Regions from separate parts of the Mus musculus genome. Here all the other regions are linked to region 6. A link is a contact called in public HiCAR-type, HiChIP or PLAC-seq and promoter capture Hi-C data. All regions are on one chromosome and are shown on one strand. The core of a region is the stretch at or near the end of the contact, and the rest is flanking DNA. Distances in the headings are between cores, read along the strand shown.

Evidence for each region. Promoter capture Hi-C pulls out the DNA fragments that hold promoters and counts their contacts. HiCAR-type assays count read pairs that join an accessible place to other places. HiChIP or PLAC-seq counts read pairs in DNA pulled down with a chosen protein or histone mark.
Region 1: a contact with region 6 is called in a FOXA1 HiChIP or PLAC-seq map of pancreatic cancer cells. The contact joins the promoter of Tapbp here to the promoter of Zfp763 in region 6. A contact is called at or near these places in 2 of 115 datasets of contacts at active chromatin or transcription factors (embryonic stem cells and pancreatic cancer cells).
Region 2: a promoter capture Hi-C map of hippocampal neurons shows a contact between it and region 6, with 2.2 times the contacts expected there. The contact joins the promoter of Cyp4f17 here to the promoter of Zfp763 in region 6. A contact is called at or near these places in 1 of 39 promoter capture datasets (hippocampal neurons) and 2 of 115 datasets of contacts at active chromatin or transcription factors (both in bone marrow-derived macrophages).
Region 3: a contact with region 6 is called in a promoter capture Hi-C map of hippocampal neurons, with 4 times the contacts expected there. The contact joins the promoter of Marchf2 here to the promoter of Zfp763 in region 6. A contact is called at or near these places in 12 of 39 promoter capture datasets (the 3T3-L1 cell line, 3T3-L1-derived adipocytes, cranial neural crest and 6 more) and 2 of 115 datasets of contacts at active chromatin or transcription factors (astrocytes and bone marrow-derived macrophages).
Region 4: a promoter capture Hi-C map of embryonic stem cells shows a contact between it and region 6, with 2.5 times the contacts expected there. The contact joins the promoter of Angptl4 here to the promoter of Zfp763 in region 6. A contact is called at or near these places in 5 of 39 promoter capture datasets (the 3T3-L1 cell line, embryonic stem cells, hippocampal neurons and 1 more) and 3 of 115 datasets of contacts at active chromatin or transcription factors (embryonic limb bud, embryonic stem cells and pancreatic cancer cells).
Region 5: a contact with region 6 is called in a HiCAR-type map of astrocytes, with 3 times the contacts expected there. The contact joins the promoter of Akap8 here to the promoter of Zfp763 in region 6.

What each region holds. Positions count from the first base shown.
Region 1 is chr17:33,916,519-33,921,508 of GRCm38.p6, reverse strand. Tapbp (TAP binding protein) reads right to left here and starts at 2,031. Exons shown (of 8, transcript NM_009318.2): 1 at 1,785-2,031; 2 at 1,459-1,638; 3 at 1,000-1,260. The coding sequence starts at 1,821. Zbtb22 (zinc finger and BTB domain containing 22) reads right to left here. Exons shown (of 2, transcript NM_020625.3): 2 at 2,184-4,692. The coding sequence starts at 4,626. The coding sequence ends at 2,710. Gm19412 (predicted gene, 19412) reads left to right here and starts at 1,013. Exons shown (of 2, transcript NR_168019.1): 1 at 1,013-1,439; 2 at 1,883-2,220.
Region 2 is chr17:32,504,537-32,509,606 of GRCm38.p6, reverse strand. Cyp4f17 (cytochrome P450, family 4, subfamily f, polypeptide 17) reads right to left here and starts at 3,123. Exons shown (of 13, transcript NM_001101445.2): 1 at 3,029-3,123; 2 at 2,515-2,713. The coding sequence starts at 2,712.
Region 3 is chr17:33,716,315-33,720,998 of GRCm38.p6, reverse strand. Marchf2 (membrane associated ring-CH-type finger 2) reads left to right here and starts at 2,322. Exons shown (of 5, transcript NM_001252480.1): 1 at 2,322-2,453.
Region 4 is chr17:33,779,813-33,784,896 of GRCm38.p6, reverse strand. Angptl4 (angiopoietin-like 4) reads left to right here and starts at 3,322. Exons shown (of 7, transcript NM_020581.2): 1 at 3,322-3,834; 2 at 4,004-4,114; 3 at 4,250-4,367. The coding sequence starts at 3,505.
Region 5 is chr17:32,318,707-32,323,631 of GRCm38.p6, reverse strand. Akap8 (A kinase (PRKA) anchor protein 8) reads left to right here and starts at 2,394. Exons shown (of 14, transcript NM_019774.5): 1 at 2,394-2,547; 2 at 4,823-4,861. The coding sequence starts at 2,529. Akap8l (A kinase (PRKA) anchor protein 8-like) reads left to right here. Exons shown (of 14, transcript NM_017476.2): 13 at 1,641-1,736; 14 at 1,847-2,208. The coding sequence ends at 2,140.
Region 6 is chr17:33,031,897-33,036,363 of GRCm38.p6, reverse strand. It overlaps Zfp763 (zinc finger protein 763), which reads left to right and starts at 2,983. Exons shown (of 4, transcript NM_028543.3): 1 at 2,983-3,082. The coding sequence starts at 3,062.

The sequences.
Region 1 (4,990 bases), core at 782-3,281, 890 kb before region 6:
GATCTGGGGACCTCAGGGTCCTAACTTTTTCTTGGTGCTAATAACATTTATTGGACCAGCACATAGCTGCACAGGGCCTTGCTTCAATGCCACAAATAAAAGTAGCTGGCAAAATAGATCCTACTTCTTACAGTTGGAAAAAAACGACCCATAGGGCAAAAGGTAGCCAACACCATCCCACATGAAGACCAGCAGTGTGAGGGCAGGTGGTTTCAAGAGAACTACTGTCCCCACAAAGGGCCTGCACAGGGTGGAGCTAAGAGTAGAGGTGCCAGTGGAGTTTCAGACTGTCCCCATTTGGAGACTTCAAATGATGAAGGCAAAGGACTGAGTTCGGTGAGAATATTTGCATAAAAGCACCAGAAATGGGGAAAGCCAATGACGATTCTATCTACCTGTTAGGTGGTGTCCAGAGAGAAAAGCAAACATTCAGGACATTCAAGACAGATCTACCCCATAGAGTGCCCCTTCCCCTGTCCAGCACAGCAAAGTGGTGGGTGGATCTCTGGGAACTCAAGCGGCAGAACCGCACCTGTGCACAAGCCACCGTTCTGCCCACTAGAGGCCACTGTTGAGGCACTAAAGACCGTGGCCGAGAGCCTTGGCAAGAGGTTCCTTGCTGGGCTGACTGTCCCTAGTCTCTAGTGCGCTTTGAAGAGACTCAAAGTGTGATTTTTGAAACCTAGGATGGGTGCAGAAAAAATTTGGGTTTCGGGACGCCTAACCTTATGAGTTTCTCAAACTCTGGGATCTGGAAACCGACACCATGACCGCCTCTGCAAAGTCCCGCCCCCAAACCACAGTAGGTTTCAATTTTACTCTCAGCCTACAATGAAGGGTGAAGATAAAATCTAACCAACTCCCTTCCCTTAACAAAAGAATATATACTGATCCCCAGTTGAAGAAATGACCCATTCAAACCTCTTGGCGAGTCGCCGAACTGGCCCATCTAGATCCTTAAAAACTACCCATCCATCTCGCGCGCCTCTCGGCGGCTACCTGTTGCCATGGTGATGACGACAGGCTCCCGCAGAGGCTCCGGCTGTGGTCGCAGCAGGCTGGAGAGGCTGAAGAGAGTGCTGGATACGCTGACCAGCAGCCAATCCCCGTCCAGGGCCCGCGGGCAGTTCTGCTCCGGACTCAGACTTCTAGCCCACTTCGCCGAGGCAGGGAACGGGATGAAGCGGCTCATCTCGCAGTGTGGGGCGGAGGCGCCTGCGGGGTACCGCCTGAAGGCGGCCAGGAGCATTCCCGCCGGGTCTGCAGAACCGAAAAGGGTGTAACGGTAGCCCGGACTGGAAATGTGCTGACTACACACAGGCCGGAAGGCACAAACTAGCAAAGTAGTGAACGACTTAGAGAGCATCCAAACGTATTTACAAAAGGGAAAACTGAGGCCCAGCGTCCCTGCGTGAGCTAAGAGGAGGCGACAGATGCAGGTAAGTCCCGAAGACTCACCATCCACCTTGAAGTATAGCTTTGGGTCAAGATCTGGCCGGGGCGGCGGTCCCCTGGGTCCATGGCGCAGTAGCAGTGTGGCAGGTTTCTTAGACAGGCCACCCCCACCTGCATCCTCCACGAACCAGCACTCGATCGCCTCTGGTCCAGCCGAGACGACGGAGACGACGGTCGCTAGGCCTGGGGAGAGGGGCTCCGGTGACCAGAGGGCCATAGGATGTCCGGCGACCGGCGACCGGCCCGCCCCTTCAGACCCGCCATGGGACCTCCTCCCTCTCCTTCCCAGTGTGTCTATTCCTAAACAAGAAGAAATGGGGTCTGCTCACCCAGTGCCACAGCGACGAGCAGGAGCAGAGGCTTCATGGTGCTACGATCTCTCCTACCAAGTCTTTTCTTCCCCTTTCACTTTCATTTTCCTTCTAAGGCTGGGGTGAGGAACTGGAAATTCCCCGATCTGGTCAGGTGAGGGCGTGACTGCGCGTTGGAGGAACGCCGCCCACAGGGGCCAAACAGAGTTGCCGAAACCCTGTCTGTAGCTCTCCAGCCACTCCTCGCCCTGCACCCACCCCCTTGGCTCACCGGACTGCGCCAACTTTGAGCCCTTTATCAGCCTAGACTCCGCCCTCCTGCTGTGCCCTCTCCGCGCCACCTCCCTTAAAACCACACTCCCGCGTTCCCAGACCTGTGCCAGGTCCCAGCAAACAGAGGGGTGTTGGGAAGCCAAGTGAAGTGACCAATAAATATTTTAATCACCGTTAAAAATTAAGACCTATACTACGCGGCTCCCACCTTGTGTCCACCCACTTTCATGACAACCCAATTTGGGATCCCCATGGCAAGGGTGGGGTAGTACAGAAATAAGGGGCGTATCCTTCAAGAGGAGAAAGGACAATCGTTAAGACTCAAAGGCCTTGTCCCACAACACAAACACAGACTTCAGGCACAAACTAGCACAACCTGACTGTTGGCTCTGTGACTCTAGGATGCTCAAAAGGTCCCTTTTCCATTCCCCCACCTTGTTGGCACTACTCCGTGAAGGTGGGGCTCTGGTGTGCTCAGGGGAAAAGCAAAAACACAGCTTAGTTCCAGAGATCTCGAGGAAGGGGCTGAGGAATGGAACGGGCTGGCGACGGTGCAACCCACGCCCTTCTCTAGAATATATACAAGTCCACCGAGGTAAGGGAAGACTGTTTGGTGGGGGAAACCCCGGGAGCCATTGCTCTTAGACTAAGCTCCCCAATTGCCTGCTCTTCAGTGTGCTGCACCTCCACCCCCACTGAAATCCATCTCCACTTTGTGCACGCTGGGTGGGGACCAGACACGCCTATGGGACGGGGGCGTGGCCGAATTTGCCTCATCGCCACTGCCCCCACCCACTGTGGAAGACTCCCTCTTGGGTTGCAATGCTGGCCCAGAAGGTGTCCCGGGTCCAGGTCCAGGACCCGGTCCAGATCCGACCCCACCCACACCCATCCGGTGCCGACGCTCACAGTGTCCCCGGTGACGCATGAAACTGTCCCGCCACATGAACTTCTTGGCGCAGACACTGCATTCGTACGGCTTGAGGCCCGTGTGTGTCTTCATGTGCTCGGTCAGGTGGTGTTTCATCTTGAACTTTTTGTTGCACACGGGGCAGTCAAAGGGTCGCAGGTTGAGATGCATATTCACGTGCCGGTCCCGCATGCTCTTATGTGAGAAAGCCTTCCCACAGTGGCACAGAAAGATCTTATTCCCGTCGCTGTTGCCTGTCCCTCCAGGAGCCCCACCAGAGCCACTTGGTATGCCCAGCCCCACCGCAGAGGTGCCCCCGAGGGTCACTGCCCCGTGCTCAGCTGTGTTCCCTGGTGGCTGGCCTGGAGCCTGTGAAGAGGAGGATGGGAAAACCAAGATCTGGTTGCCCGGCACATCCAATGGAAGGAGGGGTCGTGGAGGGTGGGTGAGGGCATAGGAGGAAGGGGTGGGTCCTCCGGGGTCATCAAGCCCTGCCCCAGCGCCCCCACCCTCATAGGGGCCAAAGTCATTGGAGGATTCACAGAAGTTGACCTGCTCTTCCCCCTTGTCTGCAGGCTCGGTCAAGGTCCGAACATCACTGATACTGAGGGTAGCCTCGGGCTCTCCCCCTGCAGGAACCCCAGAGCCGCCTCCCATTTCTTCATCCTCATCATCCTCACAAGTCAACACCAGATCTTCCTCCTCTTCCTCATCTTCTAGATCGGGGTCTTGGTGGACCAGGGAGGCTGGTGCAGGGCAATTTCTAGCTTGCTTCACATACACCCAGTGTTTCTGTGGCACTGCACTGGCAGGCATGCAGTTAGACCTCCGGAGCCCAGCCCCGGGGGCCACGGCCCCTCTCCCATCCCCACCGTCATCGCATAGCTCATCGGCCTCCAGCAGCAACTTCCCGGAGGTGGTACCCGCACTGCCAACCACAGGGGCTGGGAACACCGGGCCACCATCCCGACGGTTCCCACTACCTGCTGCTGAGGCCACAAATGCATCCTGGGAGGTAGAGGAGAAATCAGTCGACTCCCGGGGGCTGAAGTAGTTGCTACTGCTGGGAGACTGATTCTCACTGGCCCTGCTGGAGGTATGGGAACGGACAGAGCCTACGGTGGCAGGGGCGACAGTGCCCCCATTCCCTGATGGGACACTGGCACAAGGGACAGAGACAGAGGGGGCTGCAGCAGTAGTGACAGTGGTTGTAGTGGCTGCGGATCGACCCTCCCGAAGGAGTTCAGTGCACTTATCCACAATGTGCCACATCTGGAGGACCGACCCCACTGTGAGGAAGTTGACAATGTCCGCAGCAGCCATGCTGAGGCGGCCCGTGTAAGCTGAGGCCAGGACAGTCTCAAAAGCGCCTGGGTCCATGACGCTTGGCAGGGAAATGGAAGTCATGCCTTTCAGTAGGACCTGGTCGTGGAAGTAAGGAGAGGAGGCAGCCAAGACGGCCCTGTGAGCGCGGAACTCCCGTCCCTGCACGCGGATGGACACATCACAGAGCTGACCCTGGAGCCGCTGCTGGTTGAGGGATTCCAGGAGGGCACTGGTCACCTCAGGGAAGGACACGTGTACCACTGCAGCTGCCGGCAGAGGCAGTGGCGGTGGAGCCAGTGACAGAGGCAGTGGGAGTGTGGCCCCACTGGGTGACAGAGCAGACGGCTCCATGCTGTGGAAGGAGATACCCCCCCAGCCACAGGAACAAAGGAAAGAAGAGGGCGGCCGGGGGGGTCTCTAGGGAAAAAAAAAAAAAAAGAATAACAGCATTTTGAAAGCATCACTGATTTTAAGCCATCACAGTATTTAAAAAAAAAAAACAGGTACCCCTGTCAACCCCATGGTACAGACGGGGCAACTGAGGCTCACTATTAAGTAAAACATCCAATCAAACACCACCAAACCGCAGCGCTAGCAAAGAAAGTATTCCAAGTTTAGTACTCTCGCTCCTGGGTCAGGAAATAGGGGGCTCTCAGGGAAGGGGCGTCTATCCTAGTCTACGGCTTCACTCTCAAAAGAACGCCCCCTCCTTGGT
Region 2 (5,070 bases), core at 1,874-4,373, 530 kb after region 6:
TAAGGTAACAGGAAACTCCAACAATGCAACGCAAACAGAATGATAACAGTTCTTCACGGATGAAGTTACGGCTCATCTGTCCAGAGAAAGAGCCAAGGCCTTAAGAGATGTTTGCTGAGAGTAGAAGAAATACAGAATGTATAGTTGAGGAACACAGTTAAGAATACCAGTTAAGGGTTGGAGAGATGGCTCGGTGGTTAAGAGCACTGACCGCTCTTCCAGAGGTCCTGAGTTCACTTCCCAGCAACCACACAGTGGCTCACAACCATCTGTAATGGGATCAGACGTCCTCTTCTGGTGTGTCTGAAAACAGCAACAATATATTCACATACATAAAATAAATAAATAAATCTTTAAAGGAGAGAGAGAATGCCAGCTAAGACCATACAATCAGTTACAGAAACAAATATTATAATTATCATGAATGTTTCTGTTCTGTTTTGCTAATGATATGTTTGTACACAAACACAGATATTTGGGTTTCTTTTTCTCCTATCACTTTACCATGTAATGTAACATTGGTTGAAATAACATCCGTAGTTCGGCATTCCTCAAGTGGCTTTGTCATCTATTCAGGGGAAATATAAGCGTTGTCTTTGTGTGATAACTTAAATCATCTTAGGTGGAGTTGAAACTCTATTATTATCTTCATTGGTGATTCAGCATGACACAAGAGATACAGATGAGTGTCACGTTGACAACAGGTGGGTTTCAGGTGATTTGTCTTCACTGTCAACTTGGCAGGATCTGGAATTAACTAAGAGAAACTGCTCTGAGTGAGCCGGTGAGGAAGTTTCTTGGAAAGAGGAGAAGACCCTCGCTGTCGATGGGCATCACCTTCTAGCAGGTAGCCAAGATATAAAGAAGTCTGAGGTCAAACCCTGGGCCCTCACTTCCTGACAATGAGTGTGCTTCTTCTTCATCAGAACTCAGCTTCTGATAGGAGATCAGAAATGCTCCATGATTCTTCCAGGCCTTCAGCAACAGGTTAGAACAGCTGCGGTATCCATCTCTGAGGTTGGAGTAGCTACTGGTCCCCAGCCTCACCAACATGCTGAGAGCCATGACTACTGAATTCCTCAGCCCACTGGCTGCACACCATTCAAGTAACAAAATGGCATGATGTAGATGGTTCTATTAATCTGGAAAGCCCTGCCTAATACAGAGTAACTGGAAGGAAGCTCCTGGACTGGGAGAGAAAAAAGGAGATATGACAGGAGAGAAGGCAAACTGGGAAGCTGGACGAAAAGAGGGCTGTGGAGAGAAAGCGGCATGGGAATCCAGGCCACTAGAGGTGGTACCCTTATAGGTGACCCTGAAGTGCCAAATGTGGCTCTGGCCGTAGGAAGGTCTGAAGCAAAGGGCACTGGATATGAGTAAGAAGTCTTTCCAGGATGTGTAGCCATACAGGAGAGGCCACAGTGGTGCCTTCTGGAAAAATAGGAAAAGTGGCTGGCCTAGTAGTGGAACCCTTCATTTTCTAGGGAGCACAAGACAGTCAGTGTGTCACCTCAATACCACAGAGGAAAACAGAGTGCTCAACTCTGACCTAATTCAGACAATGGAGTCCTCTGACACATTTTTGAGGAGGAAGAGTTAGATAAGACAGGGGAGGAATTGGTGGGGCTGGAGATATGGTTCAGAGGTTAAGGGCACTTGTTAATCTTGGAAAGGACATGGTTTTGATTTCTAAAACCTACAAGGTAGCTCACAGCCACCTATAACTCCAGTTCTGGGAGATCCAATGCCTTCTTCTGAACTCTTTGAGCAATAGGCACACACATGGTACACAAGCACCAATGTTGGCAAGATACATACATATAAAATATATATATAATATATAATATATATATATTATATATTTTATATATTATATAATATATAATAAATATATAAAAATATATTATATGTTTTATATATTATATACAATATATAATAAATCTCATTTAAAAAAAGAAAGAAGAAGAAGGAAGGAAGAAAGGAAAGAAAGAAAGAGAGAGAGAGAGAGAGAGAGAGAGAAAGAATTTTAAAAATTGGAGAGGAGGGATGTCAACTTCTGCCATTCAGCATCGCTGTCCCTCAAGAGACTCTGGCCAGCAGAGATGGGCTAAGAAAGGAGCATACCCAATTTATTCCACTAGAAAGGCTCAACTCCAACAACGTTAAGTGAAATAGCACATTGAGGGGGAGAGCTCTGCTCCCTCAACCTATCCTGGGGTGGGGTGGGGTGGGGGGCACTAACAACACAGAACAGGACTGAACAAGCAACAGAAAGAGATCTTAAAACATGAGTTCTTATCAGAATGTGATCCGAAGTTAGCTGGGAACGAGAAAGGGCAAAAAAGAAAAAAGCCTCAAAACGTGGTGTAGACAGAGGCCAGGAGTAGATATGCCGGGTATGTGACTAGATAGAGACTCACTCAGCCTCCCTCCCTCACCTCTCCACCCTCTCACGACTCCCAGGTTCCTAAGAGCCTTTCCTGACACACCAGACCTACCTGCTGCCACACTCACCATGCTCATGTGACCCCAAAACCAGTGCCGCGAAGGGGGCTCGGGGAAGCAGCGGAGACGGCAGTAGTTGTCATAGAAGGCACAAATCCAGGTCAGAATTCGAGCCAGGAACAAGGAGGCCCCAACCAACTGCAGAAGTTGCCATGGGAAGGCAGCTCCAGGCCCCAGTCCCAGCCAGGACAGGCCCAGCTGTAGCATCCTGCAAGAAAGATAGGCCAGAAGTGAGATCCTGAGGCCCAGGAGACAGAGGTGGCCCTCCATGGTCACTGGACAGAGATGGTGACTTAGAGGACTAGAACACAGGAAGGAAAAGGGACACCCAGGGCTACGGAGAGACAGAGAATCAGGCAGGAGAGAGGCAGATAGGATCTGTTTATAGTCTGCGTTGGCCTAGACTGAAGCACAGGTATGTAGCGTAGTAACTGGGAAATCAGGCCTGCCTGCAGAGCCACCCCAGCTGTAACAGAGCTTCCACTGTTCAGTAGGGGCCTTCCGTGTGTCCCAAGTCCGGCACCTTTTCTCAGGAGTAATGCGTCCCAGAAACGTCCGCTCTTCCCTGGAAATGTTTTTGATCCTGGCTACCGGCTGAGCAGGACGATGAGCTGGACTGAGCCAATCCCTCGGTGGCCCAGAGCCCTCCTCCCAGCCTGGGTAGAATATCAAAATGCGGGGGGCGGGGGCGGGGGCGGGGCGGGGGCGGGGCCAACCCGAAGCAATTGGAGCCAATCCAGGGTCACATGTCCAGGCAAGCAGGGTCCTCAGGATTCAACACCTTCCATCTGAACCAAGACAAAGGTGTCTAGAGACCCAAAGTTTACAATCTGTCCCGTTCTCACTAGGCTCCGCAGGTCCTCTGAGGACCTGCAGGCTAGAGGGCAGCAGGCAGTGTTTTCCAGTTCGGACTGAAAGGATCCGAGCCTCTGCCTACCAGCTGCACAACCTGGCAGAATTCTCCCTCCAAGTAATCCAGGTTCCGAGTGGAGACAAGACTTCCAGAAACAAAGAATCCGGCCGTGCTGGAACGGACTAAAAGAGATTCTGAAGATTAAAACTCCCAGCTGAGGGACCAGAGTTCAGTTAGGAAGTAGGTGGGAGGGGTCAAGCTGAGCCGCCAGTCGTGGGGAAATCCAGGCAGGCGAGAAGAGAGAGGGGGTTGTGGGCTCCGGGTCAGCAGCACCACGTTGAGAGCTCCAAGAGAAAAACACCATTCACAATACAAAGGCAGGCCCATCTGAATAACACTATTATTCATTCAACTGAAAGGGTAAAAGCCCAAGGATGCGCAAGTGACGGACTTCAAGCCGTAAAAGATATCTATAACTGCCAACCCAGACTGCTGCATCCAGAAAAGCTGTCTGTCATAAAGAAGGACATTTTTTTTAACTATCAGCGGTAAAAATAGAACAAAGGCATTTATGAGCACTGAGCCAGCTCTACAGAAGATGCTTGATAGAATCCTTCAGGCTGAAGAGGGGGAAATCAGGCCACAAAGTCCAGGAAATAAATAAATAAATAAATAAAACACACTAGAATATTATTAAAGCAAGAGAGGAAGAAGGAGGAAAACAAAATCAACAAAATTGCAGGAATCAACAAACACCTTTCAATAACTCGGGTGTTCTCAGTCTCAACTGCACCCCAGATAAAGGCACAAGCATGGATCTGCTGCTTCTAAGAAATATCTCACTACAAGAGGCAGATAAGATTCTAGCTCAGGGTGAAAGGACGCTAAGCTATCTCAGGGGACAGGAAGATGGCTCAGTGTGAATGCACCTGCAGCCAAGACTAACAGCTTCACTCTGCTCCATAGAACTGACCAGCATGATGAAAGGAGAGAATTGACTCCTGCAAACTGTCCTCTGGCCTCCACACCCATGGCATGACAGGCACGTGTGCCCACACACACACACACACACACACACACACACACACACACAAATAAATAAAATGTTAGTTCACAGACTTTTAAGGGTATGCCAAGGAAATGGACCTAGAACACAAGCAAGCAAGTGTGTTGCTGTTCTATCATCTGACAAAAGAATCTTCAAATGAAAACTAGTGAGAAAGAATAGAGAAGTCACTCATAACCCGGTGAGATGCTTCCGTGGGTAAAAAGCTCTTACCACCATAGTCAACACAAGCCAGACAACCTCAGTTCAATCTAGATTAAGAGGCAGTGTCCTCATGGGGTGCCTGTTGATATCTGTGGGAAGAAGGGGCAGGCCATAAGGTATTACAGTCTGAACAGCAGCTGGATTCTAACATTACATTCTTTGTGTGTGTGTGTGTGTGTGTGTGTGTGTGTGTTGAGACTATGGTTTTAGGTTTTGGGGGGGTTGTTGTTGTTGTTTGGTTTTGGTTTTGGTTTTGGTTTGTCCAAAACCAAACAACTGTCCTAGAACTAGCTCTGTAGATCAGTCCTGGCCTCAAACCCACAAAGATCTGAACTGCCACCATGGCCACACCACAGGGCCTAACATTACATTCTTACAATATCTGAATTAAATGGCATCATTGATGAAACGGAATTTACAGTCATTTGCAGAACATTCCATC
Region 3 (4,684 bases), core at 1,073-3,572, 690 kb before region 6:
ACATAGTAAGATCCTATCTCAAAAACCGAAGACAGGGCTGGGACTTTTGCTCAGTTGGCGGAGTGCTTGCGTAGCATGCATAAAGCCAGGGGTTCCAGAGTGGCGATGGAGACCTGCCATCCCAGCCCTCAGGAGATAAAGGCAAGAGCAACCCTCTTTGGCTACACAACAAATTGGAGGCCAGCCTAGGATACCTGAGATCCTGTCTCAGCTAAGAACAACAAAGCAAAAATAAAGAAAGACAGATAATGGAGAGCTACAAGATGGCAAGATGTGTACCACTGCAGACTAAGTACATTTCGGAGAGGTAGAGGCAAGGGGAATACTGTAAGAGTGAAATGAGAAGGAGATATCCTTGGAGATGGTGAACAATAACAAGAGTGATATCAGTCTGAGAAAGTGCAAAAATTGTTCAGCAAATGTCCTTGAATAAACATTTTTGTCAAGTCTCAGTGTCTTCAATAGTAATTTTTGTTATGATAGTTACGAGGCATGGGTGAGCGAAATACTCCTGATTTATAATTTCTGAGTTTTATGCTTTTTTTTTTTCTTTTTCTGCTGACAGGAGGTCTCACTATGGCTGTGTCAAGTAGGCTGGCCTACCTCACAGAATCTACAATTCATAGAGATTTGCCTGTTTCTGTCTCTGACGGCTGGTCTTCAAGGCCTGTGCCAGCACATCTAACTTTTTAAACTTCTTTTTACTGTTGCTGTTGGAACTGAACAAAAGTGATTCTACATTGTTTCTTATATGTTCATATTCTGTGGGCAAATTAAAAAAAATGTTACTAAAGCCGGGCGTGGTGACTCATGCCAGGCATGCCCACACTTAGAACTTGGAAGCGGGATTTCCAGGTCATCCTTGTCTGTATATCCACTTCAAAGCCACACTGGGCTTTAGGAAACCCTCTATCAAAAACCCAACCCAAACCAAACCAAATCAGCATCACCATAACCACCACCACCACCATGAAGCTTAAGGTGTGGCTCAGTGGTGGAGCACCTACCTAATGTATCAGGCTGCTGGCTCCATCACAGGCATTGTAAGAATAATAATTCATACTAATAACGTGGGGCTGTGGTGGCATATGCCTATAATCTTACGCTTGTGAGGGTGAGGCAGGACCTGGGCTACACAGTAAGACCTGTCTCTAACAAATAAGCAAACACAATGATTAAAAACCGCTAATGTTTGTCTCACAATATTTATATTAGTTAATGTGTCCCCAGGGTCTTGCACATGCCTGGACCATAATAATGCTTCCTACAGAATTTTGATCTTTTTGGTTTTCCTTCATATGGTTGGCCTTGCTTTCTGTGTAGTTGAGGGTGACCTTGAACTTCCTGGGTGCTGGGATTATAGGCATGTATGACCAAGCCCAGGGCTTTGTGTATGCTAGGCAAGTACTGCTAAGTGTTCTCTCACTGAAACCAGTGCTAGATTGGCAGACAGCAAACCCCAGCCATCTTCCTGTTTACACCATCTACAGCACTGAGGTTACAGGAGTTCGAGGCCCTATTCAGCTCTTTTATGTGGATGCTGGGGATTTTAACTCAGATCCTCATGTTTGCCATGCAAGAGCTCTTGCCCGCTGATCTATCTCAACAGCTCTTTCTACCATCTGTTGCTCCATTTTTTGAATGTATGTCTTGCTTGAATAATTGATGAGTAAATGATGATGGCTTTAGTTTCCTCCACAGAACTCTAACCCCTTTGGGCGGATTTCCTTCTGCAAAATGTGATCATAGCCACCCTAGGATTGGTAAGTGTGATAAAAATGTAGCTCAGTTCACACTGTTTGTGCCTAGCACGGAAGAAAAACTTCATTCCATTCTAGCTCCCGATAGAACTGGGAAGGTGGAGGCCAGAGGATCAGAGAGGTTATCCTTGGCTACAGAGTGAGTACGAGGTTAGCCTGATCTACATTAAAACTGTCTTTAAAAAACACAACAAACAAACAAACAAACAAACAAACAAACAAACAAACGGGGGCCGGGGGGAGCGGAGAAGAAGGCGGAAAGAAGTTATTTGGCAAGTGTGAAGTTGTTTACTTAAGCTCGCCTTTGTTCTGCTCCAGGCTCTGGCAGCAAGTCTACAGCCAGAGATTGGGATGGGGGAGGAGCTGGGATGAGGCGGGGTCCATTTTGGGGGTGGAGCCAGAACGCAGCAGGGGCGGAGTCAGAAGCTGCGGCGCCGCGGGGCCTGGACCGCCCAGGACGTCCCGTATTTTGAAGGCCCCACCTTCTTGGGCGGGGCGTGTATGCTGATTGGCAGATGATACTCAGAGGCAGTCTTCATTGGTTCGCCGTGCTGTCTGCTCGGCGGGCGGTGCCCGGACGCAGGTGCTCGCCGGAGCCGGAGCAAGCCGCTGCTGACGGGCCGGGCCGGGCCGGGACCCGGGCCAGGGAGAACCGAGGGGCCTGCGCGGTCGCCCGGCCCGGCCGCGGAACAGGTAGGCACGGAACAGCGAATGGGCCTGACCCGAGTATGTAGGCAGGTTTCCCAGGTTCCGGGTTCGAGCCTCCGGCTGAGTACTCGAGCGGGACAGATAGGGCGCTACCCTTGGCCTTACTTAGCCCTGCTCAGGACGCAGGCACCTCAATTATCATTTCAAGGTTGGTGAGAGGTCTCCGAGCCTCGCCACGCAGGAGAAACCTCTGTGAGCCTCGGTTTCCCCATCTAGGAAAAGTGGGTCATCTCGGAGCCAACATGATTTAGGAAATGGCTGATGAGAAAAGCGCCTGGCATACAGTAGGAGGTCAATAAGTGACTAATGTCACTCTGAAACCCTCTTCATAACGGTTCTGTTTGGGTGATTATTAACATTATAAAGAGTTGGGGCGCTTCACAAAAAGCTACTCAGTGCACTGTACTGAAAATGTTGTTTTTCAAACAGTAGTCAGGGACTGCCAAGATAGCTCAGCTGGTCAAGGTGCTTGTTGTCTGAGTTCAGTCTTGAGGTCTCATATGGTGAAAGAAAAACTGACAACAGAAAGTTGTCATTTGGACTCCATAGACACACCCTTGCATGAATATACACCACATACATATGCAAAAATACAAGCAAAATAAATATAATTGAAAACACTTTTTTTGTTTTGTTTTGTTTTTCGAGACAGGGTTTCTCTGTATAGCCCTGGCTGTCCTGGAACTCACTTTGTAGACCAGGCTAGCCTCGAACTCAGAAATCCGCCTGCCTCTGCCTCCCGAGTGCCAGGATTAAAGGTGTGCGCCACCATGCCTGGGGAAAACACTTTTAAAAAAACTCTGTAGTCAGAATTAATGTGGTTAGTGGGAAACATACTAGGTAGAAGTATTAAAAGTAATTCCTTTCATCTAAATGAGTAAATTGAAGTTCAGGGAAGTTAAAGCTGTTGCCCAAGGCCATACAGCAAATAGGAAGTAGAGCTTCTGGGATTAGAACTTAGTTTCTGGACTGGGGGTCTAGCTCAGTACTTGCCTAGCATGCACTAGGCCCTTGTTTTATCTCAGTACTGCCAAGAAAAACAACACACACACACACACACACACACACACACCCTAAAGTAAGAAAGAGATGGATGAGGCCCAGAAAAGCAAATTAACTTGAATCAAGACATACAGTATCAGTGACAGAGGCAGAATAAAGTGCCTAGGGCATGGAGCATGGTGGTACAGGCCTGTTAGGTCAGGTGCTCTGGAGGCTGAGGCAGGAAGACTTCAAGGTTCCGCTGGGTTATTTAGTGTAACTTTGGTATTGTTTAGTTCTTTTATTTTTGAGGTCTTACTCTGTAGCCTTGGCTGTCCTGGAACTCCTTACGGAGAACAGGCTGACTTAGAGATTGGATTGCCTCTGCCTTCCAGGTGCTGGGACTAAGCTTGTGTGCCACCATACCATTTTTTTTTTAAATGTATGTGTGCCTCTGTGAATTTATGTGTATTATGTAAGAGCCCTCAGAGGTCAGAAGAAAGTGCTGGATTCCCCAGAACTGGAGTCACAGGCAGTTGTGAGCTACCACATGGGTACTGGGAACCAAACCTGGGTCTCTGCAAGGGCAGTAAATAGTCTTAACTGCTGGCCCATTTCTCTAGCCCACAATTGTGTTTTTAACATTTATCCATTTGTTTGGTTTTGTGTATGTGTGAGTTTGTGAGCCCTCACCCATGGTAGCATATGTAGCGCTCAGAAGACAGCTTTGGGAGTTAGTTCCTCCTACTGGTTGGGTTCTGAGGATTAAACTCAAGTCATCAGAGTTGGTGGTGGCATGTACCTTTTCCCACGGAACCATCTTACCAGACTTTAAACACAAAGAAAGAAAGAGTAAAAGAGAGAAAGAAGGAAATCTCTGGAAGCTGTTCTTGGTGGCACATGTCTATAGTCAGCCCAGGCTCTCAGGAGAATGAGGCAAATGAGGCAGGATGCCTGCTGCAGGTTTGGGTACAACCAGAATCACATAGCCATAAGGTTTATACCATCCTAGGTGGAAAAAAAAAGTGTGGACTGTAGCTTAGTGACAGAGTTTTTACTTAACGTATTTGAGGGCCAGGTGTTACTTACAAAGCTTTCCTGAGAATCTGTGTGTGGGCAGTTCATGGTTGCTGAGGGAGGGAGAAACATTTCCTTTAGTGATGAAGACACTGGTAAGGTGCCCACATGCTTACCTTACTCCTATTTCTTATTGGCGTATTCCTTCAACAACAACA
Region 4 (5,084 bases), core at 2,073-4,572, 750 kb before region 6:
ACTCACAGGGGCAAGGAATCAAATTCTGATTCCCAGAACCCACAAAAAATCAGGGCAGGCATAGTAACTTCCTGTAATCTCAGTACTCCAGGAGCAGGAATGGGGGATCCCTAGGGCAAGGTGGTGAGCTTCAGGTCCAAGAATATTTCTTGCCCCAGTAAATAGAGAAGGACACTTCGCTTTTCCATACACATGCACACACAAGAGCATGCTCACCTGCCCACGTGTGTGCCCATACATATGTTAATACACAGCACACAAAAAGCTGGTCATGTTGGCAAAGTAATTGGTTTCCTTTAGTTTTTTTAAGACTATTTTTTATTTTGTATGTATGAATGCCCCCCTGGAGATCCCAGAAGAGAACTGATCCCCTGGAACTGGAGTTGTAGATGGATGTGAATCACCACATGGGTTCTCAGATCCAAACACAGGTCTTGTACAAGAACAGCAAATGTGTGCATGTGTCTGTGTGTAGCTGTGTGCACACGTGTGCAGGTGCCTGAGAAGGCCAAGAGGGCACTGGGTCTTCCAAAGCTGAAGACTCAGACAGTTGTGAGCCCAGAGTGGGTGCTGGGAAGCAAATTCATTTGCTAGGGTATGCATGCTCTTAATCACTAAGCCATCTTTCTAGTCCCTGTTTCTCTCTCCCTCCTCCATCTATTCATTTATATTGCTTATGTGCATGCCACAGAAAACTGTTGAGGTCAGAGGATAATTTTGGGGAGTCCTTTCTCTCCTTCCAACATATGGGTTCATGAACTGTAGTCAGATCATCAGACTTGGAAGCAAGCATCTTTACCCACTGAGTCATATGACCAGCCCTAATTTTGTTTTGTTTTAATTTATTTATTATTATACATAAGTACATTGTGTAGCTGTCTTTAGACGCACCAGAAGAGGGCATCAGATTTTGTTACGGGTGGTTGTGAGCCACCATGTAGTTACTGGGATTTGAACTCAGGACCTTTGGAAGAGCAGTCAGTGCTCTTGCCTGCTGAGCCATCTCACCAGCCCTATTTTGTTTCTCTTACAGGTGGACCTTCTTGCTACTATCCTCTAAGTGCTAAGATGACAGGCATGCACCACCACACCCATCTTGGTGGTTTTTCTCTGGAGGCAAGAAGACTTGGACAAGGAGATGGCACATGGACTAGCATGGAATGGCTATGAGCTGTGCCCAAAGGCTGATGTTTGGAGAGAACAGATGGTGGATGTATGAATTCATCCCTTGTTGAGGGTTTTCTGCCTACTCTTCCTGTCTGCCTGTCACTGCTGCTGGGATCAGCCTGGCAAAAGGCCCAGCTGGTCAAGTGTACAAGCAGTGGCCTGCATGTCAGCCTTGAGGCATGCAGTTTCAGATTCCAGAGGTTTGCTGCTGGCTCCCAGCCCTGCTGACTCAACTTGGGGGTTTTTCAGTCAATTTGCCCTAAGGGTCTTCTTGTCAGACAGGTTTTCTGTGCCAGGCTTCAGGGGAACTGTCAGAAAAAGGAACACCAATGCAAACTTGTTGAATAAAAACTTAACCAGGCAGCATAAACAAGGAAAGCTGTCTGCCCCACCCCAGTCCTCTTTTGTCTCTGCCTTGTCCCTCTCCCCTGCTCAAAGGTAGGATTTATACACAAACTAAAAAACTCAGTACAGGATCTAGGCTGTATGGAATGAGTGAATGAATGGATGGGTGTGGAAGGGAAATCTTTGCTGATGTTCTCTAGATTGTTTGCTTTTTAAATTTTTTTTAAAAAAGATGTATTTATTTTATTTATATGAGTACATTGTAGCTGTCTTCAGACACACCGGAAGAGGGTATCAGATCCTATTACAGATGGTTGTAAGCCACCATGTGGTTGCTGGGAATTAACTCAGGACCTTTGGAAGAGCAGTCAGTACTCTTAACTGCTGAACCATCTCTCCAGCCTGCTTTTTAAATGTTTAAATGACTGTTTTAAATTGTGTGCATGTGTGTGAGTGCCTGAGGAGGTCAAAGTCACCATAGCTCCTGGAGCTGGAATTATAGGTGACTGTGAGCTGTTGGACTTAGATCCCCTGCAAAAGATGTAAATGCTCTTAACTGGTAAGATAGATTTCCAGTTCCTCCTGGCTTTTTTAGTTGTTGTTGTTGTTGTTTTGTGACAAGGTCTTCTTCCTGGATGGCCTGGAACTTCACTATGTAGACCAGGCTGACCTCAAACTCACAGAGCTTCCTCCAATTGCTTCTTGCTCTGCAGTGCTGGGAGTTAAAGTATGCATAACTATGAATTGTTTTTGTTTTGTTTTGAAACAAGGTCTTGCTGTTTCAGCGTTGACTGGTCTGTAACTTACTATGTAGAGCAGGCTAGCTTGTAGCTTGTACTATTCCCCTGTGTCCTGCGTGATGGGTTTACAGGTGCGTGCCACCAGTTTTGTTGTTGCTGTTGTTGTTTGGAGACCTGGCTCAGAGTAGCCCAGGCTCTCTTAAACTCACTTGTGTAGCTCAAGATGAATTCCACACTCTTCTGCTCCATGCCCCAAGAGCTGGGATGACAGGTCTGTCCTCAGACACTGATCCTCCTTTAACGCAGGTAAATTCCTGGACACCAAGACCCCTGGTGGTGGAGGACAGGCAACAGGAGGAAGCCTAGGGTTGCAATCTCTACAATGTAGACAGAAATCCCAGCTATTGACTATTTGGCCAGGAAGAGGTGACTAATTGAACAAGGGTGTTAGTGATCCTCACAAACACATCTGCAATGACGAATGCTTGAGCTGGAAAGAGCGTGGGAGCCAGAAAGGTGGTGGAAGTGAGAGTGGGGGCAGGGGTTCCGCCTGGTCTGTGGATTAAAGATCTCAGGAAGCCTCTAAGAGGCAGAGAGCAAGGTTCTGTAATCCCCCACTTGCCATCTGAACTCAGCCTACCAGGGAGAGAACTTTCTGCCACGTAACTCTGCCCTACTTTGCTTTTGACTTGAGAAGGGGTCAGTCAAGAAGGCATCCACGTAGCGGGAAGGGGAAAAAAAAAAAAGAAGGCATCTACGTCCTGATTTGTACGCCCTTTCCTCCATTGAACCGGGCTGGGATGCGGGCTAGGGCTGGGAATTTCCGGCCTTAGGATGAACCATGCAGTGCACAGACAGTCACGTCGCTTATTAGGTCGCAAGGAAGGCGAAGCAGCCATCCCCAAGAACTCTTCATACACACACACACACACACACACACACACACACACACACACGCCACACACACACACTCGTAACTACAAAGCCTGTGGCATTGCACCCTAAAACTTGGCCACTCGCTCCGCCCCCGGGCCCCGCCTCCAATGCTCTCCCTCCCACTCCCACACCCGCTTTATAAAGTGGGGCTTTAGGTGCAACCGTGAAACGCTTATGAGCTACGGGCTCCAGATCTTCTTCTGCACCAGAGCAAGTCTAAGTCTGAGCCGGCTCCCCCAGAACTCCAGCTGCTGGGTCTTGAACTCCTGCGTTCCGGAGTCCTAGCGTTGCTGCACCCAAGGCCACCCCCAGAATCATGCGCTGCGCTCCGACAGCAGGCGCTGCCCTGGTGCTATGCGCGGCTACTGCGGGGCTTTTGAGCGCGCAAGGGCGCCCTGCACAGCCAGAGCCACCGCGCTTTGCATCCTGGGACGAGATGAACTTGCTGGCTCACGGGCTGCTACAGCTCGGCCATGGGCTGCGCGAACACGTGGAGCGCACCCGTGGGCAGCTGGGCGCGCTGGAGCGCCGCATGGCTGCCTGTGGTAACGCTTGTCAGGGGCCCAAGGGAAAAGATGCACCCTTCAAAGACTCCGAGGATAGAGTCCCTGAAGGCCAGACTCCTGAGACTCTGCAGAGTTTGCAGGTAGGCGCATCTACTAGGACTCTGACTCTACTTAGACTAACGAGTCTAGTACTCCAGGACCTGGGTGGAGAAGGGCCTCAGAGCAGACTGTGAAAGGGTAGAAGGGAGGGTGAATAAGAGGAGGTTGCCGACATAAAGCCAGGTCTTCACTAGCCTTGCATATCTTCAGACTCAGCTCAAGGCTCAAAACAGCAAGATCCAGCAATTGTTCCAGAAGGTGGCCCAGCAGCAGAGATACCTATCAAAGCAGAATCTGAGAATACAGAATCTTCAGAGCCAGGTAATTACCCCAGCAATTGGCCCAAATGGGAAAGAGGAAACAAAGTGGGGGTGAAATGTAGTGATGAAATGTGGCTAAGCAGTTGTTATGGCATGAGTCAAAAGATCTAACCACCCGTTTCCTGCCCGGTCTTAGATAGACCTCTTGGCCCCCACGCACCTAGACAATGGAGTAGACAAGACTTCGAGGGGAAAGAGGCTTCCCAAGATGACCCAGCTCATTGGCTTGACTCCCAACGCCACCCACTTACACAGTGAGTATCTCTGGTCTTTGCTGTCATCTGGCAACTCCCCAACCACCCCACTTGCCATTCCAATCCTTAGCCTTCTTGTCAGGTCCACCTTAATAGGAAAGAAAGAGATTCTGGCCTTGGGTTCCTGTGGGCTCACTAGGCTCTCATCAAGGGTATTTTTATATATTGCACCCTCTTCACTTATGATCCTGCTTGGCCAGACCACCCCACCATTCTTTCCCAGCAAGAATCTTCCCAAAATCTTATTAGCCGTTAACCAGAACAAGTAGAGGAAGGCAGATCATAAGGAGCTAAAGTTTCAGGGGTTCTGGGAGATGGTGGTGTAGCTCAGGGACATCATGCAAAGGAATCCAGGGCTGTGTGTGGATGTGTGTGCGTTCCCGAGGTTTGGAACCCTCCAACATCTCTTGATGTAACTATAAAAGGGAAAACCAGAGTAAGCACACCCCCACCCCGGCTCCTAGACTAGACACATCCTCTTACATCTTACAGATACAGATCCTTTGTCCTGTATGCTTCCATCCAGTCACATACACATATATACATAACAGTTTCGATCACAATTTCTAGGTCTTAGATTGTGGATGTCCATGCCCAATACTTTGTTTCAAATTGAAGTGTGTGTGGAGCTACGCAGTGCGGGATGGGCGGGTGGGGGATGGGGGGCACAGAGTCAGAGGCTCCCAGTTCCAACCCTGAGTTCATGCCTATTCGTTC
Region 5 (4,925 bases), core at 1,145-3,644, 710 kb after region 6:
AGGCCCTGATCCGCGGAGCCGGTCTATTTCTAGTTCTTAAACTTTGGGATAGGAGCCCGGGGGTGGTGGCGCACGCCTTTAATCCCAGCACTTGGGAGTCAGAGGCAGGCGGATTTCTGAGTTCAAGGCCAGCCTGTGAGTTCCAGGACAGCCAAGGCTACACAGAGAAACCCTGTCTCGAAAGAAGAAAAACAAACAAAAAAACTAAAAAAAAAAACTTTGGGATAGGAATTACTGAGGCAAATTTGTATTTCTTGTGTATTCCATCAAATAGCTTTTCAAGTCTATAACCAGTTGCTCCACCAGTAGAGAAGTGTCTCTTTTCAGTTTTACCATTATTTCTTCATATCCAAATCCTGTGAGTTAAAATGATGCACAATATTTAAATATAGTTTCATCTATATTCTCATTTTGTTTTGGCAGTCTTATGTAGTCCAAGCTGTCCTGGAATTCACTCTATAGGTCAGAGTGGCCTTGAATTTGCAGCAGTCCTCTCTTCCTCTTAAGTGATGGGCTTACAGGTGTGCATTGCTAGGGCTGTTTTTATACCCTCTTTACTGGTTCTAAACAATTTGCTCCTAGGTGACTGCATGTGTATGTCTGTGTATCTGTGGGAGGGCGGGAGGTAGCATGTGTGTAGAAGTCAGAGGACAACTTGCAGGAGTTGGTTCTCTCCTTTATTGTATGTGACCTTAGAATTGGGTTCAATTTGCCAAGCTGTGCTTTTACCCAGAGTCATCTTGCCAGACCCTTTATTGTTTTTACATTTTACTTTTTTTGTTGTCACTGGAATTGAGGGGAGGGGGGTGGCAGTGAAGGTTTTTCTGTGTCCTGGAACTTGCTCTGAGACCAGGCTGGCTTTGAACTCAGGAAGATCTGCCCTCCTACCTCAGCCGCCCAAGTGCTGGGATTAACGATATGGGCCACCAAGCCCAGCCCTACGTTTTACTTTTAATAAGTTTTATTACATCTGGTGTGTGTGTATATATATGGGGATTGAACCTAACTAAGGCTTTAAGAATACTAAGAAAGCACTCTATCATCAAATTATTATATTATCTCCAGCTGGCCCCCTCCCCCTTTTTACGTTTTATTTTTTTATTTTTTATTTTCTTGTATGTTTTGCCTGCACATATGCTCACTATTCACATGCCTGGTGCCTGTGGTAACCAGAAGAGGGCTTCATATTCCTGGGAACTAGATTAGAGATTGTTGTCAGCCACCTTGTAGGTGGCAGAAAATGAACCTGAGTCTTTGAAATACTAACAAGTCCTTTACGCTGAGCCATCTCTCTAGCTCCCAGCCGTCTTTTATTTTCTGAGACATAGTCAAACCATGTAAACCGTTAAACTCTGTAGTCCAGGTAGGCCTTCCACTTTAATGTCCTGGAGTTACATGGCCTGTGCCACTAAGTCCAGTACTTACTATAGTTTCTATGTAAGCAGATCAGGTTTCAAACAGCAAATAAGGTGTGGGTGATCAGATCGAATCCTAGTTCCTTGCATGCCTGTCCAGACTGACTGGAATTACGCCCAAGGTCACTTACAGACACTAGGACTAGTTATTGGTGAATCTGAACCTCAGCTGGGTTTGTTGGATTCCTAGAGCAGCCTCACCAGCCCTGTCTGCCCTGCCCATAGCTTATGATGGAGCAGTCCAAGAAGTCCTCGCTTATGGTGGCCCGCAGTATTCTCAACAACAAGCTCATTAGCAAGAAGCTGGAGCGATATCTGAAGGTGAGGCAAAGGCGAAAGCACTGTCCTAGTCCTGACCTTTGTGTGAGCCTGGTCCCCATTCTATCCCAGTGATTCCTACCTCCCATTAAAGTCTCTATCCATCTCTACAGGGCGAGAATCCTTTCACTGACAACCCAGAGGAGGAAAAGGAACAAGACGAGGTGGAGGCTGGCGCTCTGGATGAAGGGGCACCAAGCGAAGCGACAGAGCTCACAGAGGGCGTGCCGGCACAGCCCCCCGTGCCCCTGGAGCCCGCCCCAGGGACTACAACACCGCCACCTCCGCCACCACCAGAAGAGGAGGAGAGCCCTGTACCCTTGCTGGGCGGAGCGCTGCAGTGTCAGATCCGCGGGATCCCGGGCCTCGACATGGAAGACGACGAGGAGGGCGGTGGGGGTCCATAACCCTTACCCGGCAGGGCTCCCGTGGCCGAGGCTGGAAGTCCAGCCTAATAAAGTGCTTTCCCATCTGAGGTCTTCGTTTGTGCTGTGGTGAGGGCGGGCCCCTAGAAGTGCGCCTGCGCGCGGGTAAACGCGCTAGAACCGCTCACGCGTGCGCGGACCTGGACGCTCTTGCGCACTAGCTTACCCTTGAGGCACAACTCCCGAGATGCTGTAGATTTGCAACCCGGAAGGCTGGGCGGATCGGCGGGGGCGGGCCCATTTGAGCAACCAATGGTAGCGCCCAGAAAGAGACGTACGCTCTTCGTCTTCCAGTAGCAGACAGCACGTTGAACGCATGCGTTCTGAGCGAATCTAAGACAAGGATCTGCTGGCGGGTCGCGTCGCAGACATGGAGCAAGGCTACGGAGGTTAGTGTGGGCTCTTCTTCACCACGGGAGACCCTGGCGCATGTGGTATTCGGGCTTAGCCTGCAGCCGGAACGCACTTGCCGCAGCCCGGTTCTGTGTGGAGTTGTCCCGGACGCGCGCGCTTCCCTTATTGGGCCTCTGCGCAATCGTTCCCGAAGCGCCGCGCGTGGATTGGCCGGTAGGACTCGGGGCGGGGGGTGCGGATGAGGCGCGAAGGCCGACGCTGTGGCCGGTTTCTGGATGCGTTCTGGACCGCTTTCACTGTGCAAGCCGAGTGGCTCTCATCGCTGCGGGACCCCAGGACCCGAGCGGTCTCAGTCCCGCCTTCTCTTCCGAAGACGCCACAAAATGGCGGCTCCAGGGGCGGGGCTAAAGCGAACGCTGAGGAAGCGGGGGGTGGAGGGGGTTGAGGTCCGGCTGGGTTGCGGCGGCCGTAGCGAGGAGAGAGTCTCAGCTCATCCTCCGCAGGTCGTCCTTGAGAGCTCGTGTCCCCGGGCTCGCTTTTCTGAAGGCTTACGGGCAGCGCGCGATCGGCCCAGCTGTGCACTGCGGCTACACCCGGTGCAGCTTTTTGGGAAAACCTGGCTGGGTCTCTGCAGTGTACGCGGCGTGAGGTGCTCGTGGGAGGTGTGCTGCCTGAGGGGCTGGGATTCTGGACTGTAACATTACGGGGGTCTGCGGAAGCGGGAACGTTGCCTTTCCTAACCTAAATGTCAGCAACTTTTCGTAATTAGGCGTCGGTTCTCGAGCTATCTGCTTTTAATCTCCTGGGAGGCCTTGACTCTGTACGGAGATTTACCCGCAGGAGATAGTTGGAACATGTGGAATGGGGTTGGAAGTGGGCACAGGGAGTGGTTAGTGGCTTCTGGCGGCTAAGGAAGGGATCTTGAGAGGCAGCAGAGTAACAAGATCCCTAGAATTGGACTTGCCAGAGAGGCCTGAGGTGTGATGAACACGTGTGCTTGGGTATCAGCCTAGTGCTCTTTGCCTTTGGGATCCTAGATCTATGTCTTCCATTCTTAGCCTTTCCACCAGATAGATACCTGTCACAACCCTGCTATACTTCTTTGGTCTAGGGAACTTCATGGTGACTCCCACTTTCTACCAGCCAATAATTTTACAGATACAGTTAGGGTATTTGCAGCCTTCCTGGTTTTTTTGTTTTTTTAACTAAGAATTTTTTTAGCCGGGCGTGGTGGCGAATGCCTTTAATCCAAGCACTTGGGAGGCAGAAGCAGGCAGATTTCTGAGTTTGAGGCCAGCCTGGTCTACAAAGTGAGTTCCAGGACAGCTAGGGCTACAGAGAAACCCTGTCTCAAAAAACCAAAAAAAAAAAAAAAAAAAAGAAGAAGAAGAAGAAGAAGAAAAAGAATCTTTTTTTTTTAAGATTTATTTATTATATGTAAGTACACTGTAGCTGTTTTCAGACATTCCAGAAGAGGGCATCAGATTTCGTTAGGGATGGTTGTGAGCCACCATGTGGTTGCTGGGATTTGAACTCGGGACCTTCGGAAGAGCAGTCAGCGCGATTAACCACTGAACCATCTGGCCAGCCCCTCCCTGGTTTCTAAGTAGCAGTTAGGTATGGCCGTACTGAGTGCCTGTCAGCACATTTAAGGGACTGTGTTACAGTGGGGCTTTTGGGATATTCTGGAAAGGGAACTAACCATTAACACTGTCAAAGTGAAGTCATTCGACAGCCTGGGACTGTGCCACTGTATCGGACTATATGCTAGGCTCCAAAAACACAAATGAAGAGAATGTATTCCCTTTCTGTTCAAAGGAGTGTTGTAGGGGGTGACTTAGAAGGTCAGAGGGAGGCTTGAAAGCTGGGGTGTTGAGTGTTTAGTTACATGGAAGCAAAGCCTAACGTTTATGTCACCGAATTTCTAGCTTGTTTCCCAGTTTCGTGGCATAACTGGCAGCACTCTGAGCTTTCCCGCTTATGTGGCGGCTAGGCCAGTACAGTGGGCACTGTGACCTAATGCTGTGTTTTGTGTCCTCTAAACTTGGTTCCCTCCCTCCCGCCACCCCCCCCCCCTTTTTTTTTTTTTTTTTTTTTTTTTTTTTGCTTTGATGTCAGCTCAGCCAGGTAAGGTATGATGGTTTGCTTGCATTTGTGGGTGGAGATAGTTCTTAAAGGCTGGAGGAGGTGCGCTGGATCACATTTACGTTCCCTCGTTGTAAGCTGACACTTCTTTAGACTCTTTGGGTGTTATCAGAACTCTTATTTCCTTGAGGTAGGACAGAATCTTGACACATGATCTTTTCACAGGCTATGGGGCATGGAGTGCTGGACCTGCCAACACCCAGGGTAAGTGGTTCCTGATTAATGGGTTGGCTTGTGGGTTTCTCCACTGCATGCCCCCTTGTAGTAG
Region 6 (4,467 bases), core at 1,734-4,233:
TGTTCTTATATACAGCAGATGGTGGATCCTGGTTTTGCATCCATTTCGTTAGTCTGTCTCTTTTTATTGGGGGATTGAAACACTTAATATTTAGAGATATCAATGACCCATTGTTGATTCTTGTTATTTTGGTTGTGATAGTGGAGAAGAAGAGACAGAAACAGAGACATACAGACAGAGACTGTGTGTGTTTCCCTTTTTTTGATTTTGCAGGTCTGAGGTTATTTTATTCTCTGTGTTTTCATAGGTAAGTTAATCTTTATAGGTTGGAATTTTTCTTCTATCCAGGTCCTTCAGGTTTTTGGAGTCTCCATTGAGAAGTCAGGTATAATTCTAATATATATACCTTTATATTATAATTGGTCTTTTTCCCTTGCAACTTTTATTTTATTTTATTAGATATTTTCTTCATTTTCATTTCAAATGCTATCCCGAAAGTCCCCTATACCCTCACCACCACCACCCTGCTCCCCAACCCACCCACGCACGCTTCCTGGCCCTGGCATTCCCCTGTACTGGGGCATATAATTTTTGCAAGAACAAGGGCCTCTCCTCCCAATGATGGCCAACTAGTCCATCTTCTGCTACATATGCAGCTAGAGACACGAGCTCTGGGGGTACTGGTTAGTTCATATTGTTGATCCTCCTATAGGGTTGCAGACCCCTTCAGCTCCTTGGGTACTTTCTCTAGCTCCTCCATTGGGGGCCCTGTGTTCCATCCAATAGATGACTGTGAGCATCCACTTCTGTATTTGCCAGGCACTGGCATAGCCTCACACGAGACAGCTATATCAGGGTCCTTGCAACTTTTAATATTCTTTTTGTTGTTGTTCTGTATGTTTAGTGTTTTGATTATTATGTGGTGAGGAGACTTTCTTTTCTGGTCTAGTCTGTTTGGTGTTCTCTATGTTTATGGGCATGTCCTTTATATTAGGAAAATTTTTCTTTGATGGTCTTGTTGAAAATATTTTCTGGGCCTGTGAGGTGGGATCCTTCGTCTTCCTCTATTTTTATTATTCTTAGGTTTGATTTTTTTAATAGCCGTCCTAGATTTTCTGAATGTTTTGTATCAGGACGTTTTTAGATTTAGCATTTTCTTTGTCTAATGTATTCATTTTTTATTGTATCTTTAATACTTGACATCCTCTTGTATTCTGGTAGTGAAGTTTGCCTCTGTAGTGCATGTTTGAATTCATTATTTTTTTTAATTTCTAGAATTCCCTCAGTTTGTGTTTTCTTTACTGCTTTTATGTTCATTTTCAGGTCTTGAACAGTTAAATTTATTTATTTCCACGATTTGTGTGTGTTTTCTTGGCCATCTTTAGAGAATTTATTTATTTTCATCCCAAGAACATCTATCATCTTCATACAGTCAGTTTTATGGTCTTTTCATTGTGCTTCAGCTATGTCGGATTGAATATTCAGGGCCTGCTGTGGTTAGGATAGTTGGACTTTAGTGGAGACATGTTGTAGCCTCACTGTTATTGGTGGTGTTTTTATGATTAAGTGTAGGCATCTGATTTTGGATGAATTACAGATCCAGGTGCTGACTTCTGGATTTCTTTGTTGGATTTCTTTTGTTGGATTTCTTTTGTTGGATTTCTTTTGTTGGATTTCTTTTGTTGGATTTCTTTGTTGGATGGGTATTTCTCTCTTGGTTTCTAGTTCCCCTCCAGATTTTCTGAGTCTGGTGGGGGGAAGGGGACCTCATAAAATTGCAAAGCTTCTGTAAGGCAAAAGACACTGTCAATAAGACAAAAAGGTAACCAACAGAATGGGAAAAGATCTTTACCAATCCTAAATCTGATAGGGGGCTAATGTCCAATATATGTAAAGAGCTCAAGAAGTTGGACTCCAGAAAATCAAATAACTCTATTAAAAATTGAGGTACAGAGCTAAACAAAGAATTCTCACCTGAGGAATACCGAATGGCTGAGAAGCACCTAAATGAAGGTGTTGAAAGAGGTTGCCACCACCACCACCACCACCACAGGAAGCAATAGAAGGCATCCTCTGTGAGTTCCCAGACTTCCTAGTTGTCTCTACCTCAGCACTACAGAAGGGCTGTTTGTCACTGTGATGTTGACGGTTGTGATGTATGTGTATATTTGTAGATGTAGACATCCCTCTGGATTTTGAGCCAAGGAAATTTTTTGTCTGAATTGAAGAGTTACTCTATATATGTCTTGAATTCTATGTTGAATATTACTGCTATGTAACTTCGTGTTTCTGTAATTCAATAATTGTATTCATTGGTTGTTGCTCTAATTTTATTGATTAAAAAAATGGATTGGTTGAGTAGCAGTGCATAGTGGCCCACACCTTTAAATTCCAGCATTCTGGAAGCAAAGGCAGTTGGATTACTGTAAATCCGCGACAAGCCTGGTGTATATGGTGAGTACTTAGACAGCCACAGCTACATAGCAGAGATTCTGCCTCAAAACAACAATAAAAACAAGCAAACAAAATCAATAAATTGAAACATAACGTGTGAGAGAGCTTTACAACACTTTTACCTCATTCCAAAGTCATGAGTTTGCATAGTAGGATCTCCTGGTTCCTGTCTCTGGACAGATCTTTGATTCTGTGGGTCTTCCCATTAAGAACTTGAATCAAAAATGTGCAGGGCAAACTTGGACACTGTAATCAAAGCAGTAGAGGGCCCCAGAGTTCACAAGAACAAAGTGCATAAAGTAGCCTGTTCCCCTTAAAGGCAAAGTTATAAAACAGGTCGGAACCGGCTTAGTCCACTTAAAAAACAAAAGGAAAACAAACAAACAAACAAACAAAAAAACTGGCGTACAAAAGAATCCGCTATTCTAACTGCACTGGGAAAGAGGAATGTTATTAATTAAGGCATTTAAGCTCAAGGCTGTCACTATCTTTCCTCAATCAGGGATGCTGTTACTGCTATTCATGAACTGTCCAATGACGAACCGGTACATTCGGAAGGTCCCGCCCTTGCCGCCATGTTTGAGTCCTGTGTTGTTGAGAAGGTCTGTGGTGGTGTTGGGGCTGGACTATATCTCCTGTATTTAGGCCTATTAGGAAGAACACCTGGATGCATATGAAAGAGGAAATGGTGAGTATGCCTTGGGCTCCTGGAGTCGTAAGTGAAAGCTTTGTGACACTGCAGTCTGTGGCGCTGTTGCCTGCCGTTCCCTTGGTGCTGTGCAGCCTAGTGTGCCTTGGAGCGGGACACTGGAATTGTGCGCAGAGCAGGCGACCGGGCACCGGAGCCCGCTCTGTTCTGTCCTAGGGAAGCTACTTCGTTCCAGGCCCCTATCTTCATGGGGTTAGTCCTCACCTGGAACCTGCGCCTCCGCAGACACTGCAGCACTGCAGGTTGGTGACGCGGAGTCCAGACTGTGGTGTAAGGGGACTTGGGTGGTGTGAGCAGTTGCTCGTATGCCTTATAGGCATATCTCTGCTGCTTTCGATTCTTTTCTCTCATCGCCTTTGTAAATTATATTCTTCACAGTACTGCAGTTGAACACTAGGCCGGGAGAACTTATTAATCTCTCTCTCTCTCTCTCTCTCTCTCTCTCTCTCTCTCTCTCTCTCTCTCTCTCTCTCTGTGTGTGTGTGTGTGTGTGTGTGTGTGTGTGTGTGTGTGTGTGTGTGTGTGTGTGCGCGCGCGCGCTGCCCTTTAAAGATGAGATTAAAGAGTATTTAATTGTGCCGTCTGTGAGTAGGCCAAATTTTTCAATCTTAGAGAAAGTAGAGAAGTACAATGATGGGTTTTTTCCCCCTGACCATTTCTGAAGCCAAAATTCGGGTTTTTAAAAAGCTTTCCTAGACTTCGTTTTTGTGAGCCCTGTAAAGTAGATCAGGTGCTTGCCAATCTACATCGTTTGCTTGTGTGCTGGAGGCCGGTTCTCCAAATAGAAGAAATTGTGACTAAGAGTATTTGATCAGTATTTACCAGATGACATTCTTTTAGGGGTGTGGGGGAGTTGGTATTTTCAGTAGAATATTCATTTGAACAGTATTATTTCTGCCACTTCGTGGACTTGAGTATTCTATTTCTTTACTATTTGAAGTTGTCATCGCTGAAGTCTTTTTACCCTTTTACTGGGCTTTATTTCTAATTCTTTTCCCGTTACCATGAATGGTATTTTGTTTCTGATTTTCCCTTCCACTCTAGTCTTTATTGGAGTAGAGAAATGACATTGCTTACTGTATATTGATTTTATATCCTGCTATGCATAAAAAGTATTAAATAATACAAAGAAAATGACTACTTTTTAAAATTCTCTCTGTATTGTATTCATGCTCAAATTGATGGGAACGTTAGCAGGTACTAGGTAATTTTAGCTAATTATAAGTAAAATAACAATTTTAGCTAATTATAGGTAAAATAATGAGCAGTTACATACTAAAATGAGAAGGACCTTGGAGAGGGTAACATTGTTATGAAACATGGTTATAGTTATACTATTATTTGAAAATAAATTTAAATTACTT